Linked DNA regions of Mus musculus: regions 1, 2, 3, 4, 5 and 6 are each linked to region 7. A link is a contact called in public HiChIP or PLAC-seq and promoter capture Hi-C data. All regions are on one chromosome and are shown on one strand. Each heading gives the region's core, a stretch centred on a gene start, on an enhancer-like site or on the middle of the called end of the contact. The rest is flanking DNA. Distances are from core to core; before and after follow the strand shown.

Region 1 (2,955 bases), core at 199-2,698, 840 kb after region 7:
GATTTAAAAGCAAATGTTCTTTCTACATTCTTGCCTGCATGCTGAAGGTCCCTTAGATGCTGGAGCTGATTCTGTGCACTATAACATGCATCATTTTGTGAGTCTTGCCAGTTATGGGGCAATGGATTTAGAAATTTCTAATTTTATTATTTGTCCCAAGGCAGGCTTAAGATAAAGCATTGCTCATAGATATTTGCATGTACCTGTACTTTGAGAAGATGCTATTCAGTTTGAAAAATATAAACTAATACAAAAGATCATTGATGTTATAGGAACTAATTTTTTCAATTTTTATTTCCTGTATGTTCAACCAAAGGACCTTAAAAATTTATATTGTTAAAAGCTAACTTCTGATATTTGGGATATTTAAAAGAATTCTTGGGATAAAAATCTTTGAGCCTCCTAACCATGTTCAAGTATTGTTATTTTTATTTATGGTCTATATTTTGTTCTTTGCTATATCAGTGCCGGTTATAATGTTAAATATTAATGATGCTGTACAACACTGGAGAAATGACATCAACGAGACCACTGATTGGTTTTTTGTTTTTGTTTTTGTTTTTTTTTGTTGTTTGTTTGTTTGTTTTAAGGAAACCAAGGGAGAGACCCATAAAAACAATGGCTTATTCTGGGCACTTAATCACGTATCAGTGAAACTGAAGTTAGATGCAGCCCACCTGACTGTAATTTATATCCTGAAAAATGAAACTCTATGTAGAACAGTTACTAATAAGTAAGAGGAACAATTAAGATAATGAAAGAAAATTCCCTTGAAGTCTCATATTGATTCACGTCCAGCTTTGTGAATCTGAGAGGTCATTGTGTTGGTCAATAATAACACTTGGTCTTGGATGCTGTAAAGTTAATAGAGAGCATAAAATACAGAGATCGATATTTTGATATTGGGTAAGCTCATTTATAGGTTGTTTGCTCTCAGACTTGTAAATGAAATGGAAAGCTTCAGAAACAAACCTCACTTCAATTGATAGGTAAAGGGTTTTTATTTTGTCACCACTACCAGTTCTCACAGGCTCCTTCCCTCACAGGCTCCTCCTCTCACAGGCTCCTCCCCTCACAGGCTCCTTCCCACCATGTTTCTTCCCACAGTACCTCTAAGACCTTTGTTCTTTTAAATCAAGTAAGCTCATCTTTCATAACCTCACCTAAGAAGCACTTTAAAAAAAAATCTACTCTATTTACAAATCTGGGAGAGCATGATCACGTTCCTTTATCTAAGGGATATTGGAGAAACCCTGCTTCAACTTGTTCCCTAAAAACAAGAGTGCCAAAATTGCCCCACTACTTTCCCAAAAGATTAATCACAGTCTTCTAAGAAGTACCATACATAACACAAATTCCAACAGTCAAATGTATTTGGGGAATAACATTCTATAACTGCCTCTCAGAAAGCCATGAGTCATCAGGGGACACTAAGTACCCAGAGATGACCTACACTAAAGTAATTGGTGTATCTTAATTTTACCCCATAGAGTCTTACTTTTAGCCTGTACACGGCCACAACTGCAACCACTAGGATACTGTTTTATAAACACTAGTGTTGCTTGTCTTCAACAGTCCCACCTTTGTATACAGTCAATAATTTGGAATAGCATGGCTGGGTCCAGGCAAGTAACCACAGGCATAAAATAAATCAGGACCCTGCTCCCCTGTAGTCTAGCATCCATTAAAAAATAGCAGCTAACAGCATATTTATATGAAAGTTTATTATGTAGGGTACAAAGCTTCTATTTTCTGAATACATGTAATTTGTGTTATTTTATTGAAATATAATGATATCATTATATACTTTGTGTACAACCTCATTTCACTTTTTTCTCCATTGCTATGCTGGGATAGTCACCACTACAATGAGAACCAGGCCCACCTATGAAATAACATCTGCAGGCATTCAGTGCTGTAGATTTTCTGCCTACTTTGATCATATGACATCATCTTTAATACTGTCTGGCAAGAGTTTAAATATTGTTTTAGAATTAATCGTTGAAATCCATGCTTGCAAGGCCTTTCTCGAATATCATATAATAGTCTCAATATTTAGCAGGGGACCAGCAAAGCTTTCTTCCCCATCATAGTAGTTTATGAGTCTCAGTTCAGATTTTACATACAATTTTAATTGTGCCATATTCCTGTTTTTACAAAGCACTCTTATTCTTGTCCTTGTTAAAACTAAGTGCTACTGATTAGCCAAAATAAATAATTTTTATTTCATTATAGTAGTCTGCTAATACAGACCAAAGTATTTCTCTTTGATCAAACTTGATTGGCTCTTATAACTTACATCAGTGAAATGTCAAAATTGTTCAATTAACATATAAAACTAGGAAGCAAAATGTTACAAAGTATTTCAAGTAATTTGGATCAAAATTTCATTTCTTCTAATCTTGTTTTGACTTTGAAATGAGGATAATCTTATTCTGTAATAGTCCTGAATTTGAAATATTACAAATGTGGGAACTGGAGCTGTAAATCAAGTGGTAGCATGTGTGCCTAGCATGCACAACAAGGCTTTAGGTCCAACCCCAGCACTTCCCCAAACAGTTTATGTGTGTGTATAAATGGGGAAAAATAGCACAGTGTTTGAGGTTTATGTGCATAAGTAAAAACAGTTAAATTTTGCGTTTTTAAATTCATATGGAGATTGAAAAGCACAGATTACTCTGAGAGAGTTTAGTATATTAAACATAAGATACGAACCATCGGCTAATGTGTGTATATACTATTATTCCTAGCACTGTTCATGTTTGTGAAGACTGAACAACTAACTAAACATTGTTAGTAGTGTTTGAACTTTGTCATTTTAGAATTGGAATTGCGATAAGACTCTGTTGGTGAGGTTTTCAAGAACCCGTTTATATCATATGATGTCTTATTTACAAGAAAAATTGTGTGTAGCATTGACTCAACCTTCCCCTGTCAGATACCCATTTTGCAGAT
Region 2 (2,700 bases), core at 161-2,660, 630 kb after region 7:
TTTATCATACATTTTCATATTCCCAAACTATCTTGCTCCTGGATTTCCATGTATTATATCATGGTCCCCACCTTCTTGTGACTCCATTGAAAGCTGTGAGCCACCTTCTACATTGAAAGCTGTGAGCTGACAACTCAAAATGTCTGATAACTGCTGTTGGCCACAAAAGCCCTTGCATCTCAGTTGTAAAGAATGGTTAGATTTGTAGCAGATAGAGGGTTCCTCCAGCAAAAAAGAAATGGCTGTGTCTGAAAGGAAGCATGTAGACCCTTCGTGTAGGATAGTATTCGAGAGGAGATGCCCCATTTGGTTAAAAAATATAGTGTGTGGGGGAAGAGAAACCACCAAAGCCAGATCACCTATAGAAGAGTCCTTTCTAAGGGCAGTCTTCTTAACACTCAATTAGTAGGGGCTGGCTATGCAGACCTGCAATTTTCTCATGCCTTTCAAAAGCCACTGCCTGAGGGATAGAAGGAGAATGGCCCAGCACTCAACTCTGCCATGGTTTTGTTTACTTTTGCTAGGAGATATTACCTTTCCAGCTTTCCTCTAAAAACATTCAGAGCCAAATAGTCAAAGACCAGGTCCAAACCACATATTTCACGTTTGCATTTCAAAATGTTTGAGCATCCATCATTATCTTGCCATTGGTTTGTGGTTCAATGCAATACTCTGCTTGACTAAGTCAGCAGGGAACCAAAAGTTTTCTAGTGGGATTTTGTTTCTGAGGAGTAATGATAGGGTGAAGGACATGCTCCTTATTGGTTTTTGTATTGTGACTGTTGGCTCTCATCTAGCTAGAACTCCAGCTCTAGGGATCTGTTACCCACTTCTGCACCCGCCATGTGGTATACACATGCTTGCACACACATAAATACAAAATACATAAAAACAAAACAAAACAAAACAAAACAAAACAAAAAACCCTAAGTTTAGTGTAGGTACAAATGCAGGTATTCTTGGAAACAATATAATGAGCTTAGATGAGCAAAATGGTCTGTTGGTGGTATAAGGAAATCTCATGATAAAAGGGTCCCCCGCTGTGACTCCACGCTCTAGAGACAGTAGGGGAACAGTATTAGCCTTAAACTTTCTCAAGTGGGCAGATTCTGATTGGAAACAGGCAGTAATGTGATCCAGGACTTGGAGATTTCCTTAAAAGAAAAACCTGAAATACCTTAATCTTTAAAAAATATGACATGAAATCTTTTTCTATAATCCCTAAAAGTAAAACACACACACACACACACACACACACACACACACACACACACGCAGAGTATTGTAACACCATGAGCTAAATACCATGTTTTTAAAAGCTACTAGCAGAACCCTGTGAAGGTCAGCTGTGCAATGTCACTCTAAGAAATAGAATACATTGTTTATATAAAAAGGATACAAATTAACAGTCTGTCCTGCAAACATGTATTTGCTCCTTTATAAGGTAGCTATCACTGAGAATCATCTAGTTCTCCTGCCCTGGGCCTTCTGTAAGTTTCTAGAGTTACAGTGATGACAGATTCTAAGTCAAGCATTCCTGAATCCAAAGGAGGGTGGGGTTGGGGGTGGGGAATCAGTGTCCTTGCTGCTTAGAAACACACCAGAATCTAGGACCAATGGGAGTAACTGAATGCTGTAGAACTTGAGCTTTATGACATTTTTCAGGCTACAGAAAATAATTGGGAAATTATTAGTCCTTCCTTTCGCTCTTTGATTATGTCCTATCTATCATAGCGTAGCTTTGCTTTGACCAAATCTAAACAAACTGTCATACGTGTGAGATTGACTGAAAGCTCACTTCCTACAGCTTTTTAAAAAGTATGCTGACTTTTAAAATACACGAATAAATGTGATTATTTCTTTTTAATATACTTGCTACCAAACAGATATGTATGTTTGTCTCTATACATATTAATGCATGATCCAGGTATTATTTGATTTTTTTTCCACTAAAGACCATCTTACTTTTGCTACAAGATAAATGCAGCACCAGCCCATTCTTTTTTCCTAGCTGTAAACTATGATCAGGCTACAAATAAGCCACCTAAATGAATAAACTCTCTTAAGTTCCAGAATGCTTTGGTTGTGATAAAAATGATAATAATAATAAGTTACATGCTTGGAGAGTACTGAGATGAATTAGTGTTTCCACTGTTTGTGGCTTTGTGTAATTTATCTACCTTAGCAGGCATTTTTAAAGGTCCCAGCACTCAAATTCTGTGACTGTAAAGACATGCTGGAGGAGCCATTTGACTTCTGGATCTCATCAAAAGTTCCCTTCAGGCAGCTTTCGGCAAAGTTACCATGCAGGGAGGAGAGAGGAAGCGGATGTTGCTCTTCAGGTCTACTTTGGCCTTTCTAGGTGGGAGAACAATGTATCCATTGGTGATAACCATCTAGGTCCACAAATGATGTAATGAAGCATCGAAGCATTGGTCGCACTAATGAGATGGGAAGCTCCAAAGACCTCTTGGCTATTTTGTTAAGTAAAACCACCACCTTCAAACAACAACAAAAAAAGTTCCTTGAAATGGCTTCTGTCAAAAATAAACTCCTCAGTTATTTCACAGCAGGTGTTCCTGACAGAATAGAAGACTCTGGAATTTCCTATGACTGTCGTTGGCTTTAAAGAACACAATTTAAACACATCTTTCATCATTGTAATAATATGGTAATGATTAAATTCACCTGCCAAAGCCC
Region 3 (2,700 bases), core at 69-2,568, 950 kb after region 7:
ACACACACACGCACACACACACACACATAACCACATACACAGAGGCATGCATGCATACACATACATGCATATCACAATTATGATATGACAGTATAATTTGACTCTACCTATTATGACATATAAGATATAAGTTAGTGTTAAAATTTTTATTCAGACTTCTTCCTTTACCATTTCTCTCATATTTTTCCTTCTTACAGTAACTAGCTTCTTCCCTGGGAATCTATTTCAATCTCTACAGGATGACTTGTCACAACACACTATCCTACAAGACCTCCTTCAGCATGCCTTACTGCCATGATGGAATCACCTGTTGTCCTTTCCAAAAAGGCCCAGGGTGCTTTCCAATTTAATCTGAGTATGGGTCAGATCCAGAGGAGCCAGTGAGAACAGAAGAAACTGAAGACACACCTTACATCTCTAAAACTCAGTGCACCCTCGGTACTTTCTGGGAACATTTTAGAAATTACTTTCTATACTTATCAGCATATTATGAGGTGACATTATCATCATTCCTTCTTTCAAGACAAGGAGGGCAAGGTCCCCAAACATCAAGCAGGAGCCTGAAGTCTTTGGTACAGGTCAAACCCAACTTGTGAACAGGAAGAGTGAGCCTCCAGAATCTCAGCCCTTAAAGGCTCTGCCAAATGGCACATTATACAAGTATGCACAGCTCCCCTTTCCAAGCTCTGATTGTAAACACACCCGTTATGGTTCATTTTAAAGCAGGATGCTAATTTTTCAGTTTATGAGCACACTGTTCGCAATTTCAATGATCCCCTTTGGAATGGTACACTCTGTATATCTGGAACATTTCATCTGGCATCCACTGAAGCTTGTTAATATCAACAACTGGCTTTGTTGGCTCCTTCAAATAAGCCCATTTAATCTATGATAGCTGGTCTCTAGCACATTCAGCATGAGCAGGAGTGATACTGAATTAAGGAATTTTCACTGTGATCAGAATCTCCAAATAATTTAAAATGTGTATGAGTGTTTGCTTTCTGTCTGTCTTTCTGTGGATGAATGGTTAGATATATTGAAGTATTATTTCCACTGACTAAGGCACTCAGTGCAGAGTGTCGATAGTTTTGCCTTTTATACATTAGGTGTCAGGCTTTGTGTTTTCTGATATTCCGGTTATGCTTTTAAAATAATTGGGCAGAGATGAAAGTATTGACAGGTGGGTTGGAGCTTTGGCAATTTTCACTGTAAGAAATCAATCGACAAAGCACCAAACAGCAAAATATATTACTCATTGGCTGGTAAGTCGTATGTCCCGGAGGCTGTTGATCATGCTGGCTGCTGGCTGCATGCCTACAGAAGGGCAGATGGAAGAGCTGGCTGCTCAGTCGTTCCTAGCACTTGAATCCCAGCATGATTGGGGACTCTGAGCAGGGCTGGGAAAATATTTCTGGAGTAACTTATCTTGCACTTAGCAGTGCATTTGCATCACCCCAGAGAGATGTGTTTTGTTGAGATGATTTCAAACTCATGTTACACAGTCAATGGAATGATTAGTATTTGCATGGGTTCTATTGATAGAACTCTTGGAACAATTAATTGGACAGCCTCCTCCTCCTCCTCCTCCTCCTCCTCCTCCTCCTCCTCCTCCTCCTCCTCCTCCTCCTTCTTCTTCTTCTTCTTCTTCTTCTTCTTCTTCTTCTTTCTTCTTCTCCTTCTCCTTATTCTCCTTCTTTTTTTTTAATCCAAAGATAGTGTATTGTAGTCCTGCTGGTGAGGTGAAGGTATAACTGAAGAGCTACTGTGCTGTCCTGTGACATGATGTTATAATTGAAGAAGTGCATGCTTTATTATATTTTCCCTGGCAGCATTGCTTTAATAAGTCCAACAACATATTTGGCCTTGTAGCTACAAAGGAAAAGAAGCCATTTTGAAAAATCAGCATGAAGTCACTGTCTTCTACTTTATGGACAAAAATATCAAATATTTAAGGTCTCCTTCTTTCTTACTTTTCCTTCCCTCTTCCTCTCTCTCTCTCTCTCTCTCTCTCTCTCTCTCTCTCTCTCTCTTTCTTTCTTTCGTTCTTTCATTTCCTCCCTTCCTTCCTTCCTTCCTTCCTTCCTTCCTTCCTTCCTTCCTTCCTTCCTTCCTTCCTTCCTTCCCTCCCTCCCTCCCTCCCTCCCTCCCTCCCTCCCTTCCTCCCTTCCTTCCTTCCTTTTTTTCCTCACTCTCTTTCTTTCCTTTCCTTTTCTTTCTATTTCTTATCTTTTTTCCTCTGACAACTTTTAACATCTCCCTGGGGTAGATTTGGGTTGATTTTGATGAGAGGAGAGCAGAATGCTGGTTTGTCCTTCGTTTTGAAGAGAGATGAATCACATGGTGAGCAGGAGCCTTCAAAAACCATCAAGTTGCCTGGACTTTTTTTCCAGGTTACCATGTCCCTCCCTCACTACAGAAGACTACTCTGTAGATTTGGGCTTTTCCTGCCCTCCCCAATCATTGTTCTACTTCTTTGTTTGTATTATCACTGCAAAGGATGCCTTTCTGACCACCCCACAGTGCTTCACTCACCCAACATTGTTCCCTGCAAGCTTACTGTTTTTCCTTTTTTCTTGTGATCATTCTTCAGAATACACCTCCCCAGAGCCGTTCTTATCTCTTCAGAGTCATGCTGCATTACTGCCTTGCAAAAACAGAGCAAACCTGCCATGCATAGAGAGTTACATATGACTTGAAATT
Region 4 (2,972 bases), core at 208-2,707, 670 kb after region 7:
GAGCAATTCTGGGTTAAAAGTTTGAGAAGGGTGGGTGGCCCCATTCTCAACTGTGGGCCATGCCTAACCACTGGATATGGTTTCTACAGTTTTTAGCTCCCCTTTGTTGGGTATTTTGGCTAATTCATCCCCATTGGGTCCTGGGAGCCTCTTGCTTCCCTGACGTCTGGGACTTCCTAGTGGCTATCTCCATTAGAAAGCTAAAAAAATTTTTTACTGGCACTGAGAATTTTATACAATGTGTTTTGATCTTACTCCCTCTCTTCCAACAGGTCCCATATCCACCCTCCCTTTGCCACATGTCCAACTGTGTTCTTTGGAGTATTGTCAACTTATGAGGGGACTAGACACTTAAAGAAAAGTGTTTGTCCATCTCCCATGGCTATCTATAACCAATAACCTCTTGGTTTGTGCTGAGTGAGTCTTTGTTCCCACATACATTCTCCATGTTGGAATTTGGTCTGACTCAATGCTTATGAAGGTCTGATACATGCTGTCACAACTGATATGAGTTCATACATGCAGCTATGATATCACGACATGTCTGGAAGATCTACTGCCTTTGGCTCTTGTGCTCTTTTCACCCTGTCTTTGGCAATGATCCCTGAGCTTTAGGAGGAAGAGGTGTGGTCTGGATGTCCCATGGATGGCTAACATCTTACAGTCTCTATTGTCTATACTTTGGCCTGTCATAGGAGTCTGTGTTACTAACTAGCTACTGGAAATAGATGTTCTCTGATGAAGGACGGCAGATGCGTTGACTTGGGAGTAGTACGATAAATCATTATGTGTTCATTTCCTAATGTATCTATTTAGCCAAATAATAGTAGTATGATCTCTCCTCAGGGTTATGACCTATCTAGTTATAAATTCTTGGACAGCTATGGTGCAGGGTATGGTTCTTATGTTGTAGGATATACCTTAATTTCAATAAGAAGATGGTTAGTTACTCTCATGGTTGTTTTGATAATTCCAAATCACATACTGCCTCCTCTCTCACCTTCAGACTGTCAGAACACTGACTCCTTACTTCCTGTTTCTTTCTTCATTTAGGTTGTAAATGACTCAATTGCACATGCGTCATTGCTTTATGCTTCTCCACTCAGTATAAACTTCCTTTCTGAAAACAATTTTATTAGTCTGGTCCCTTGTTCTTGATAAACTTGTTGTTTTGTCAACTGTACACTTCAGTTCCTTCCATCTGATTTTCAGTTGCTTTGATAACACACTGTTTTTGTTGGTTGCCCTTGGCTGGAAAGTATACTGTTTATCAATGTGTTCTATTCATGATTATCTGGCAGTTCAGGCATAAGATTTAATGCAATTGATGTCTCCTATTTACTAATGGATATTACATCATCATTATTTAGAAAATTTGCAGCTGAATTGGCATCTGATTAAGCGTACGTGATTGAGGTTAAGAGCCTGTGACTGTCTGGAGAATACTTGTTTGTAGTGTGCGCTGTGCAGTGTGTCTGCTATCTGTGGGTTGCAGCTGCCTTTCCATTCTGCTAATTGTCTGCACTCTCCGCGGTTAAGTGGCCATTGACATGTTCAACTTCAGCGTTTCTTCCTACATACTAAAGGAAAAAAACGTTTACTTTGCCGCGATGAGCTGATGAAATGTAAATAAAAAGGAAGCCAAGACCATTTTTATGTAGTTAGATAAGGGAGTATGACACAAATATGCTTAACTCCCTATAAGCAGAATAGTTTTTAAATCAAATACATTATTTTACATTTAAGGAACCAAGGAATTGGTATAGTTACAGTCCATTGAGCCCAAAGAACAACACTCAAAAGTAGGTCTAGTTACAGTTTAATAAACTGGAGTCTTTGGGGTGTTCATCTTTAAGCTCATCTACTAATTCTCATGGTGTTCCCAACTAAAACGTTTGTGAGTGGATACAGTGCAGTACTTGGCTAGGTTTTTGGCCAGTGAGTTACAAGAAGTAGTAGAAGCTTCCTTTATGTACTCAAGCTTCTCCTCTCTCAGTGCTAACAGTCACTTCTGTGTCAGTCTCAGACCCAGAGTGAAGGCAGCACAGAGCAAAGAGTGAAGCCAACCCTTGCTAGCTATGTGAGAACAATGAGGTGTGAGAGGGCTCGTCTGCACTGCCTAGCCTGGTCTCTCCTGACAGGTATGATAAGTGTGATTCTAGCTCTGTGCACCCTTGGCAGGGAGAGCTTCTGTGGGCTGCTTGACCTCACTCCTTTCAGTTCTCTGACATAGAAAATGAGTGTATTATTTAAATGCTGACCTCCAATGCTTATTCTAAAGGCCAGATTAGCATTATTGCGTTCTTGAATAAAGTCATATACATGCATATAAAATGGCATTTGTCATTTATCCATCAATGACTATCAATCATCTAGATCCCTGTTTATCTTTTGGCGCTTGTTTGGGGGTCAGGTCTTGATATATATCCCAGGTTGGTTGAGATTTCACTATGTAACCAAGACCAAAATGAACTCAGTAGAAATTTAGAGGGTCTTTTGTCTTATAGTGCTTCATCCTGGCTTTTTCTTTTTAACCTTACAGGTCCTTCACACACACACACACACACACACACACACACACACACACACACTCACACACATACACACACACACACATACACACACACACACACATATTGGTTTCTGGTTTTGTGTTTCTGTGATATTTCTGTATATGCAAATGCATCTGTGTGTGCTACTTGTGCCATTTTCCTTGGCCCCTTTTATTGTGTTTGTTCTTTAATCTTATCCAGTTTGTTCGCTTTTGTTTTATCTTGCCTGACTATTGTTTAGATGCCTATTTGTTTTTCAAGGAGAGAGAAAGGGTGTATGTAGATCCATGAGGGATAAGAGGTAGGAAGGATCTGAGAGGAGTTAACGAAAGGGAAACTTTAATCAGCAATATAGTGTATGGGGAAAATCCATTCTCATTAAAAGAAAAATAGAAAAGATATATATATATATATATATAT
Region 5 (2,700 bases), core at 173-2,672, 920 kb after region 7:
TCCTACTATAGCACTGTTTCTGAGTTAAGAAAATAAGCATGGTGGAAAGGAATGGAATTTCATGAAATTTTAACACAGGTAATTATGGAATACTGCTCAAAAATCTGAGTCAACGTGGAAAAAGAATAGTGTTAGAGAACATGATATTCAGGTCCAACATGTGTACTATTTCATGGAAAAAAATGTTTAAAGCACTAGGCTCATGGGAGAAAGAGGACAAAGTGAACTTTGATAAAAAACTAGTATGAAATGAGGACAAGAGGCCCAAGAGCAAACTGACTGGCTTAAGGCCACACATAGAGTAGTTATTGACCCCATTCCCTAGAGCAGCTGTTCAGGTGACACTCATAAGTATGGCTCTTAAAAAGTGGCTGTAAAAAAAAAAGAAGAGAGGATGTCCATCCAAGAATAATGTGCCATTTAAGAATAGAGGCCTATTCTTGTTGACCTTCCTAAGTTTGAGTAACCAGATGTGTTCACAGAACTATCTTGATGGTTAAATGTCACATAACAGTTCAATACATGCCAACATGGAACTGTATATAAAGCAAAGTAAAAGAATTATTGGAAAATAATAGATGAGGAAGTAAACTGTTAGGGTGTCAAAAGAGGTTGCCTACTTTGTTCTCAATTTTATTTTTACATATTTATTCATGACATCTAAATATCTAATCCCCACTTATTTCTTTGTGGAATTTTAGATGACTTGTGATTACAGTATAGATTCAACTTTCATATTTTTGGCTTTCCTTGATTCAAAATATGAATTCACTTTTCTTCCATGGCAGTGCATTTTCATCTGCTTCCTTCTTCTTCACTGTTTCCTAATCTTCCAGTGAGGGTGGGCATCAGAGTGTGGGGAGATAGCTTTTACTGGTGGACATTTTATTTCTAATTCTGTGTCTAGTTTAATGACCAGTTCTTTAAATAAAGAGAATAGACTGGATGTGGTAGTGTTTTCTGAAAAAAAAAATGATATAGGAATTTGAGCATTGGTTTGCTATATACATGAAAGTTATTCTACCAACTGAATTATTCCATATTTTGCTTTTTCAGAAATAAGAATCTAGACTTGGATGTCTACCAGCTACCCTTTTTAGTCATAATAACAATAATTTGCACATTCCGCGGGCTGATATGCAGCACCCCAGGCTAAATATTTTACATACATTTTGTCCCTTTAAAATCTTCCAGTAGTCCAAAAAGAAAACACTGTTATTACATTCATTTTTTAGAAATGTGCTCGTATTCACATAGGTAGAAAAGAAGCAGGAGTGCGCATGGACAAGCACAAAGCCAAATAGAGAGTGCTGCTTTCATTTTGCTGCAGATCTGAGAGATCTTTCAAAGGATCTGCTTCCTCTTTCTCTCCTTACATGTGTGGAATTTGAACAGGGCAGTAGGGAGGGTCGAAAAGCTCTCTGGGGTCTAAGAGTTTAATCAAAACCAGACCAGGTTAGGTTGTGCCCTCAAGCAAGCTAGAAGGCACAGCAAACTCACTGCTACTTTCTGATACAATTCTAGGTTTCCGAGGTGCTTGCTTATAATTAATTTATATCTTTCAGAGATATGCTTTACTCTAAAAGAACATATGTATATGTATATTCTGTTGACCACCAAACATTTTAGCCAATAGTTGTAGCAGTTTTTGCCTGTGGCATTACTTCTAACTTAGTTATCGAAAATTAGTATTTAGCATGTTTTACTTGCAAAAATTTGATTGGATGATAATAAAAGTTTATTATTAATCAATTTGGCATGATGTCATCATGGGGGTTATTCCCATGTGACCATATATATGTGATATATACACACACGCGCACACACACACACACACACACACACACACATATATAATACCATATACCATCATAGAGTATATTTATCAATACCATTGATTATTTAAATGAAGTGTGAACACAATAAGAAAGCATAGCTTTTCACATGTCTTTCTTTTAAATATACTCCAGTGAAATATTTTTTTGTGTGGTTAAAGAAAAAAAAAAAAAAAAAACAGCCTACCTGCCTGAACTTTTAAATGTTAAAGATGAAGGTCACTCACACTGGAATTTACACTCCATAAATGGCTTGTTTATACTTGAAGTCTACTTACTTGCCAAATATCAAACATTCGGTTCAAGGACAAAGGCCAACTGGGTTTCTCGATTGTTTTACAAGGTACAAATAAAAGAAATACAGACATTTTAACCTTCTTGGTTGGGAATTTGACTCTTGGGATTAAGTTCCTGAAGCACACGAAACTGGCGTGACTCTCCTTCCAGAGCTGGTTCTGTGTGATCCAATCAAGATTCAGCCATTGCTTTGACTTCAGAAAAACACTGAGTTACTAGAACTAAACTGCTTTAGTTAGGTGTCCTTCTGCCTAGCAAGGAAAACTGTAATCCAAACAGCTGCCTTTTAGCTGACGTATCAGGCAAAAGTCTTTCATTTATCTTGTTTTCAGATCACTTGGTGACTGGGAATTGATCTAAAGTCTCATAGTTCCATATTCAAGTGCCCAGTTCGACATCCTTATCATTTGATCTTTGAATAACAATTTCACTGCAAGGAAAGGCTGTAGGGATTTGGATACCTGAGTGTATTGAACCAATAAAATGTAAAAATACTGCCTTTAGTAGCAGGCAAATTTGGCTGAGTGACAAATGACAAGTGAACTATCATTTCTGATGAAATAATATA
Region 6 (2,727 bases), core at 223-2,722, 900 kb after region 7:
AGACAGAGAGGAACAGAGAGAAACAGGGAAGAGAGGAAGATAGAGATAGATGCCCTGTTATGGTATACATAGGAACACATGTGTTTAGAGTGGAACCATCATAAATTTGTTTGTGAATATGCCCAACTCTGTATGCCCTCTTTTTGGTAAAGAGGGGCATTTTTAGTAAAAAGTAATTCATACTTGATACCACAAGTTTATTACAACATATATACATATTTATTAAACAGTTCATGTGGCCCTAGGCTTAGGATGCAAAGATACAACATTGGGAATCGACATTCCCAGTAGAGGAAAGGAAGGGAAAAACATATTAAACAAATGAATAAAGATGTGATATGTTTTATATGAGTTGTTGAGGATAAAATGAGGTGACTATTTACTAAATAGTAAAACTATTTTGGGGGCTGGTGAGATGGCTTAGTGGGTAAGAGCACCCGATTGCTCTTCTGAAGGTCCAGAGTTCAAATCCCAGCAACCACATGGTGGCTCACAACCATCCGTAACTAGATCTGACGCCCTCTTCTGGAGTGTCTGAAGACAGCTACAGTGTACTTACATATAATAATAAATAAATCTTAAAAAAAAAAAAAACTATTTTGGTCCAAGAAGATAAAGTAATTAAATTTCAATATGTCCAAGTAAGTATAAACATTTCGGGGTATGTACCCTCATGACTGAATGAATCTGCACTATTTTACATCCTATGAAAGCTACTGCTCTTACTAAATAATTTTGATAGCATTGTAGGAGCCAGAGGTTTTTTTTTTATTTTTATAAGGGTAGCCATAATATGGAAATAGATACATATTAGAGAATATAACTGCTAACCCCCTTGAAAGCACTTTTTATGTTGAAGAAGAGAGAAGCTAAATGAATTTCCCTAATCAAGATTCCCACAGTTCCATGGCATCTCCATATATATTTGTTCATCAGAGAACTAGAATGTGTAGCAATCTCTTATCAGCTTAGAGTGACTTGTCAGAGGAGGGTTATTGTCCCATAAATTCAATTTACATGGAAAGAAATGTGATTCCTATTCAAGGTCATTAAAACTACTAAGAAATGTTAGGTCTTATAAATAAAACTTTAATCTGCTAAACTAGATGCAAAGAGAGACAGAGAGGAAGAGCTATTTTCTCAGTAAATATTATGTAGCCATACTTTATCAATTAACTTTTTTTTTTTTACTGTGAACAAAATTTAAATGCCATGGATAAATGATAGCTTTAATGATGTTTTCCAGCATTGTGATCTCTGTTACCATGGCTTCTTAACAAAGATGTTAAATCATTAGAAGTCGTATTTCATGATAATTAACTGCAAATCTGGTAATATTACTGATTTTCATTTGGCATGAAATGATGAGGGAGAACCACAAGGTTTATTGGAGGTACATGCCAGAGGACAGAGCGACTTAATGTATGTGTATAAATCTTATAAAACTGCCAACTGGACGGCACTTTATGATGGTCATAAATCCCCATTCACTCTTTGATAGTGACAGACAGGGAAGTCTGCAACAGAGACAGTAAACTGAGAAGGAAAGTCTCACTGAAAAAAAGCACTCCAGGTCTCTTTCCTTTTGTGGTCTCTTTGCTTCTCTTTCTTATTTTATTGTACAGTATCTAAACAGCTTCCCATTCTTGCTTAAGATTGAAACAATTAAAGTCTGCAGCCTTATTAATTCTGTCTTATTAGATGCGCTTCATTGTGAAGTATGCCATGATGATTTTATAATTAAACTGCTATTAGCATTTGTTACTTTAAATTATTGTTCTGTCAGTGTTTCTTTGAAGTTCAGGACTTGTTCAGGAATCTCATTCAACACTTTGTTTTGGGAAGTGAACAATGGCCAGGAGTGTATTGTGTCATAAATATTTGCATCCTAACCTGTAAAAAATACAGGGAGAGTTAGGTGTGGTGAAAATGATACTTCTTAGGAAGCTAGATTAGCTGATGTGATTTTGTACCTCTTGATAAGCAATTGGGATCATGACCACTGTATTAATAAAGGCTGGTTCTATTGCAAATGATTGCAAAGCAAGAAAACAAAATCTTGGCTCATTTAGTCGAAACTGCAAGGCTCTCACGAGCAAGTTGCTCATCATGGCCAATTGTATCAGAGTCCTGTATACTCTGTAATGTGCTTATAAAAAGATAAAGAGGTATAAGAATATATTCTTTGGGAGTGTGGTGAGGTAGGGGAGATGGGGCTGCCTAAGCAGGACTGTGCCTGAGGGACCAGCCACACAATGGTATAGTATAGAATAGAGTTTATTCAGGGCATGGGAAGGGGAGTTAAGAGGGTAGTAGAGGAAAAGAAAGGCAGTGAGAGGGAGAAAGTAGAGAAGTAGAGACCAGCTATGACCATGTGGAGAGAGGGGACAAGGGAAGGGGGAAAGGAAGAGCCTAAGAGGGCAAGAGAGAAGCAAGGGGAAAGCAGGAGTAAGAGAGAGAGGAGTAGGCAAGCAGCCCCTTTTATATTTGATCAGGCCTACCTGGTTGTTGCTAGGTAACTGTGGGGAGGAGAATTCTGGCATCCTGGAGATGCCAGAAGGACTGGCACCTGAGTTAGTGGGCTAAGTAAGAAATATTAATTCATATCCACTATAGTGGGCAGAGTCTAGTTAGCTACCTAGGTAGGGGGAAAAAGGGCAGAGAAATGATAAAATTAGCTGTTTTTCTCTCCTTCAGAATGTTGGCATAGGTTGTGTCCTGTCCCTA
Region 7 (2,971 bases), core at 124-2,623:
AACACAGCAAATATGTGCATTTTGAAGCATAGATTTATTGAGAACAATCAAAATAATTATTAAAAACCATTTGATTTTGTAATTTGGAAAACACCAACATTTTCCATCTCCTTTTCATTCTAAATAAGTAATAAACCCGCTCCCAATGTTGAGAAAAGATGGGCCTGTTGCACTCTTTACCTTTATGCAACCATTTTGTTTCAGACATAATTTACTGAAAAACATTTTTTTTAATTAGATACACTTAAATACCTTTTGGAAGCTTTGTGGTCTAACGCATTTGTATCAATACAATATTTTTCACTGTGTGTTGCAAGTGAAGGGACACTCTGCCTTTGCCATTTGATGAGGCTTCCCTCCCCTGTTCCCCTCACTGCATACATCAAGCACGGCTTCCAGGGTGAGCTTTGTTAGTTTTTCTGAGTGGACTACCCAGTTACTATGCTAGTCACATTCTACACTCGCCCAAGCGATAGGCTTTGACAGTCTCCTGGACTGGGAATATGGTTTGGCCCGGAGATTCTGAGTTGGATTTACTAGTTGAGATTCCCGAGCCCGGAATGCCTGAAGGAGCTGGGGCCGGATAAGCAGTGCAAGCTTTCAAATCTAGGTGTAGCTGTTAATCCTCTACAGAGGCATCCCAGTCTCCCAGCGCAGCTTTGCTGGCGGCGAGCAAGATGTATGCTTTTCATGTACTGCGTACTCATGGGCTGAGGGGTTATTGATTTCTTTCACAGTTATAGAAACAGCGATAGGTGATCATACCACACATACAGTACACACCAAGTTAGCGACCTTTCGCTTTTGTAGCCGAGAAAAATCTGCCTCTCCTATCTCAAACACTCAACTTTCCAACTGCAGTTTTCCGTGAAGCTCTGCGCGGATAGAAATTGCTTGAAACAGAGAGGAGCTATTTATTATTTTTAAAAATGATTTAAGTCTGTAAGAAACTTATAACATTCGGCTATTTTGTAAGACTTTCCCTAGAGCTGGCTTGCACGCACATCTTTGACCCGTCCTGCTGACAGAGCAAACGTGGCTACTTGGATCCCTCATGGAACCAAGCTAGTCATTTCCTTCTAGAGAGTAAGAGCAAGCGAAGTTTCTGGGACAATTATGAGAAAAAGCATGGAAAACACTTACCAGGAAGACGAGGAAAAAGCAATCCTTTATACCCTGCTGCTACAGCTGTAATTCCATTGCCTGTGAGTTGAAGTAAAAACCCTCCCCCGTCTCCGGAGCGCGGCATCCAGTGCACACAAAGCCACGGCAGCTGCAGCCTGAGCGGTCCTGCTTCAGATCACTCCTGCGCTGAGGACTGCGCGCGAGAGCATCCAGTTGACTGCGCGCAGCCCACCTCCAAGTCTGAAGTTTAAAGCTTCACCTCGCAGTGGTTGAGGAAGGGGGTGATGTCATAGGTGGGCAGGACTTAGCCCAGCTCTTGTTCAGTGAGGTAACTGGATAATCAGACAGATGAGCTTTGCCAACGCTAGAGGGGGTGAGAGAAGCCGAAATGAGCCTTTCAGTTTGCCAAAGCTGAGATGCCATTTGGTTTGTAGGCAGCAACTCTGGAATCTCCGCGCTCCCTAAAGTTTACTACTGCAAGGTAGTGATAGCACACTCAGAAAAACACAAGCACGCTAGGAGAATATTTATAAGATCACAATAGAGAAACAGGTGTCTGATGCTCAAGCCATCTGTACCAAAAATAAGTTAACAAAAGTCAGATTATTTTTATTACATTAAAATCGTAACTGTGGAGAACAGAGGATGGCAATCCCAACTAATATTGATTTGGCAAATGAGAAAGCAGGGTCAAATGGTGATTTACTTAGGAGAAGGGAGAAAATGGAAGAACAGTGAAAAATATTGAAGAAAGCAGTCTTATTGGGAAGTAGAAAGGTTTTTTTTTCCACATGCATTTTCACATAATGAAGACTGTTTTATGTACTACTAGAGAGACCACCTACATGTGTGCATAAGGGTATACCTCTACTTCAGAACTAGGAAGATACAATCACTCATATTTATCAGTCTTCCCTAAAATTAAAAGGGTTGAGCCTAACTACATTCTTTTTTATTATTATTATTATGGTTTTTGCTGCCACGAGCATGGCTGCAGTCATCAATATCTTAAAATATCTGTTAGAAATGGTTCTTCCAGGTTTAAATCATTTTAATTTGCGTACATGAATAAATAGTGACAGTTGCAAGACACTAAGATTTCTCTGCCTAATTAACAGGATTCCAAGACTTTAATTTCCAGGTATAATTTTATCATCAGTTTTCTGTTATTTGGACTTGTAAGTTTTCTCCTAAGTAAGTGAATTTAAGTGACGAATCTTGTTTCTATATTTACCCAAATAGCAATCTCCTTTCCCTTCTTTCTTTGCTTGATTCTAACAAGCTCATGACTTTATCCTTTCTAGGAAATGGTCTGTTTGTCTCTGAAGGCTAGTTGTCTGTCTTAGGAGTACATGGCTATTCTCTCCGTTAGCTTCACGTGGTTCCTAACTTGAGTTTGGCAGCTGTTTGACCTTTAGAACTCCCCTCTGAGAATGGGTGCTCTCAGGAGTGGAAGGTGACCCCTCGATAAGAGATGTTCCGACACCTATTGTTCTATGCTTGCTCTCTTGCTGACTTCTGAGGAATGGCCCACTGAATGAAAGTAGGACTTTAGCATGTTAACATCTATTGAAAAGCCAATTTCTCAGAAGTCTTCAGTAGTGCAGGTTAAACTGAGAGGTGGCCGTAGATTTTTGATGGAAAAAGTAGGTGTAACTGATAACCTCTCAGGAAAGGATAGGAGTGATTTCAGTTACTGAAAATCAAACACCTGGATTAAATTATTGTTTGAAATAATTCTTTCTAGAAACCATTTTCAGATGAGAGTTGATTCTATTTTAAAAGGAAAAATTTGCCTGACCAAATTCCTGTGGGCTTATATCCATATTTAATCAGATCTGTCTCC

Evidence for each region. Promoter capture Hi-C pulls out the DNA fragments that hold promoters and counts their contacts. HiChIP or PLAC-seq counts read pairs in DNA pulled down with a chosen protein or histone mark.
Region 1: a promoter capture Hi-C map of second pharyngeal arch cranial neural crest shows a contact between it and region 7, with 15 times the contacts expected there. The contact joins the enhancer-like site here to the promoter of Flrt3 in region 7. A contact is called at or near these places in 6 of 39 promoter capture datasets (cranial neural crest, embryonic stem cells, hippocampal neurons and 3 more), 2 of 484 Hi-C or Micro-C datasets (cranial neural crest and frontal cortex), 9 of 115 datasets of contacts at active chromatin or transcription factors (astrocytes, embryonic basal ganglia, embryonic forebrain and 6 more) and 2 of 9 other capture datasets (adipose tissue and liver).
Region 2: an H3K4me3 HiChIP or PLAC-seq map of embryonic limb bud shows a contact between it and region 7, with 7 times the contacts expected there. The contact joins the enhancer-like site here to the promoter of Flrt3 in region 7. A contact is called at or near these places in 14 of 39 promoter capture datasets (the 3T3-L1 cell line, 3T3-L1-derived adipocytes, cranial neural crest and 8 more), 2 of 484 Hi-C or Micro-C datasets (bone marrow-derived macrophages and embryonic stem cells), 13 of 115 datasets of contacts at active chromatin or transcription factors (SST interneurons, bone marrow-derived macrophages, craniofacial prominence and 8 more) and 2 of 9 other capture datasets (embryonic stem cells and liver).
Region 3: a promoter capture Hi-C map of hippocampal neurons shows a contact between it and region 7, with 30 times the contacts expected there. The contact joins the enhancer-like site here to the promoter of Flrt3 in region 7. A contact is called at or near these places in 10 of 39 promoter capture datasets (the 3T3-L1 cell line, 3T3-L1-derived adipocytes, the C10 cell line and 4 more), 2 of 484 Hi-C or Micro-C datasets (cerebellar granule neurons and cerebellum) and 5 of 115 datasets of contacts at active chromatin or transcription factors (astrocytes, embryonic forebrain, embryonic limb bud and 2 more).
Region 4: a contact with region 7 is called in an H3K4me3 HiChIP or PLAC-seq map of embryonic basal ganglia, with 6 times the contacts expected there. The contact joins the enhancer-like site here to the promoter of Flrt3 in region 7. A contact is called at or near these places in 4 of 39 promoter capture datasets (embryonic stem cells, frontonasal cranial neural crest, liver and 1 more), 1 of 484 Hi-C or Micro-C datasets (the AML12 cell line), 9 of 115 datasets of contacts at active chromatin or transcription factors (bone marrow-derived macrophages, embryonic basal ganglia, embryonic forebrain and 6 more) and 2 of 9 other capture datasets (adipose tissue and embryonic stem cells).
Region 5: a contact with region 7 is called in a promoter capture Hi-C map of second pharyngeal arch cranial neural crest, with 9 times the contacts expected there. The contact joins the enhancer-like site here to the promoter of Flrt3 in region 7. A contact is called at or near these places in 6 of 39 promoter capture datasets (the 3T3-L1 cell line, cranial neural crest, frontonasal cranial neural crest and 2 more), 2 of 484 Hi-C or Micro-C datasets (cerebral cortex and myocytes), 5 of 115 datasets of contacts at active chromatin or transcription factors (embryonic forebrain, embryonic limb bud, embryonic stem cells and 2 more) and 2 of 9 other capture datasets (adipose tissue and liver).
Region 6: a contact with region 7 is called in an H3K4me3 HiChIP or PLAC-seq map of embryonic limb bud, with 9 times the contacts expected there. The contact joins the enhancer-like site here to the promoter of Flrt3 in region 7. A contact is called at or near these places in 5 of 39 promoter capture datasets (the 3T3-L1 cell line, 3T3-L1-derived adipocytes, embryonic stem cells and 2 more), 7 of 484 Hi-C or Micro-C datasets (cerebral cortex, cortical neurons, embryonic stem cells and 4 more), 13 of 115 datasets of contacts at active chromatin or transcription factors (embryonic basal ganglia, embryonic forebrain, embryonic limb bud and 6 more) and 3 of 9 other capture datasets (adipose tissue, embryonic stem cells and liver).

Annotation. Positions count from the first base shown.
Region 1 is chr2:141,511,908-141,514,862 of GRCm38.p6, forward strand. The region is part of intron 5 of Macrod2 (mono-ADP ribosylhydrolase 2); the gene reads left to right. Among named protein-coding and RNA genes, the nearest start is that of Gm25583, 130 kb to the right of the region's middle. Within about 2 kb of position 1,449, at least 1 of the 459 cell types and tissues checked has an H3K27ac peak or open chromatin away from gene starts, as enhancers often do.
Region 2 is chr2:141,296,566-141,299,265 of GRCm38.p6, forward strand. All of the region lies in intron 5 of Macrod2 (mono-ADP ribosylhydrolase 2), which reads left to right. Among named protein-coding and RNA genes, the nearest start is that of Gm25583, 340 kb to the right of the region's middle. Within about 2 kb of position 1,411, at least 5 of the 459 cell types and tissues checked have an H3K27ac peak or open chromatin away from gene starts, as enhancers often do.
Region 3 is chr2:141,617,138-141,619,837 of GRCm38.p6, forward strand. All of the region lies in intron 6 of Macrod2 (mono-ADP ribosylhydrolase 2), which reads left to right. Among named protein-coding and RNA genes, the nearest start is that of Gm25583, 22 kb to the right of the region's middle. Within about 2 kb of position 1,319, at least 12 of the 459 cell types and tissues checked have an H3K27ac peak or open chromatin away from gene starts, as enhancers often do. A contact at or near this core is called in cerebellar granule neurons, cerebellum and hippocampal neurons, where this site is marked.
Region 4 is chr2:141,342,919-141,345,890 of GRCm38.p6, forward strand. All of the region lies in intron 5 of Macrod2 (mono-ADP ribosylhydrolase 2), which reads left to right. Among named protein-coding and RNA genes, the nearest start is that of Gm25583, 300 kb to the right of the region's middle. Within about 2 kb of position 1,458, at least 4 of the 459 cell types and tissues checked have an H3K27ac peak or open chromatin away from gene starts, as enhancers often do. A contact at or near this core is called in embryonic basal ganglia, where this site is marked.
Region 5 is chr2:141,590,104-141,592,803 of GRCm38.p6, forward strand. All of the region lies in intron 6 of Macrod2 (mono-ADP ribosylhydrolase 2), which reads left to right. Among named protein-coding and RNA genes, the nearest start is that of Gm25583, 49 kb to the right of the region's middle. Within about 2 kb of position 1,423, at least 8 of the 459 cell types and tissues checked have an H3K27ac peak or open chromatin away from gene starts, as enhancers often do. A contact at or near this core is called in embryonic limb bud and second pharyngeal arch cranial neural crest, where this site is marked.
Region 6 is chr2:141,570,104-141,572,830 of GRCm38.p6, forward strand. The region is part of intron 6 of Macrod2 (mono-ADP ribosylhydrolase 2); the gene reads left to right. Among named protein-coding and RNA genes, the nearest start is that of Gm25583, 69 kb to the right of the region's middle. Within about 2 kb of position 1,473, at least 9 of the 459 cell types and tissues checked have an H3K27ac peak or open chromatin away from gene starts, as enhancers often do. A contact at or near this core is called in embryonic limb bud, where this site is marked.
Region 7 is chr2:140,670,103-140,673,073 of GRCm38.p6, forward strand. Flrt3 (fibronectin leucine rich transmembrane protein 3) reads right to left here and starts at 1,374. Exons shown (of 3, transcript NM_178382.4): 1 at 1,144-1,374. All of the region lies in intron 3 of Macrod2 (mono-ADP ribosylhydrolase 2), which reads left to right.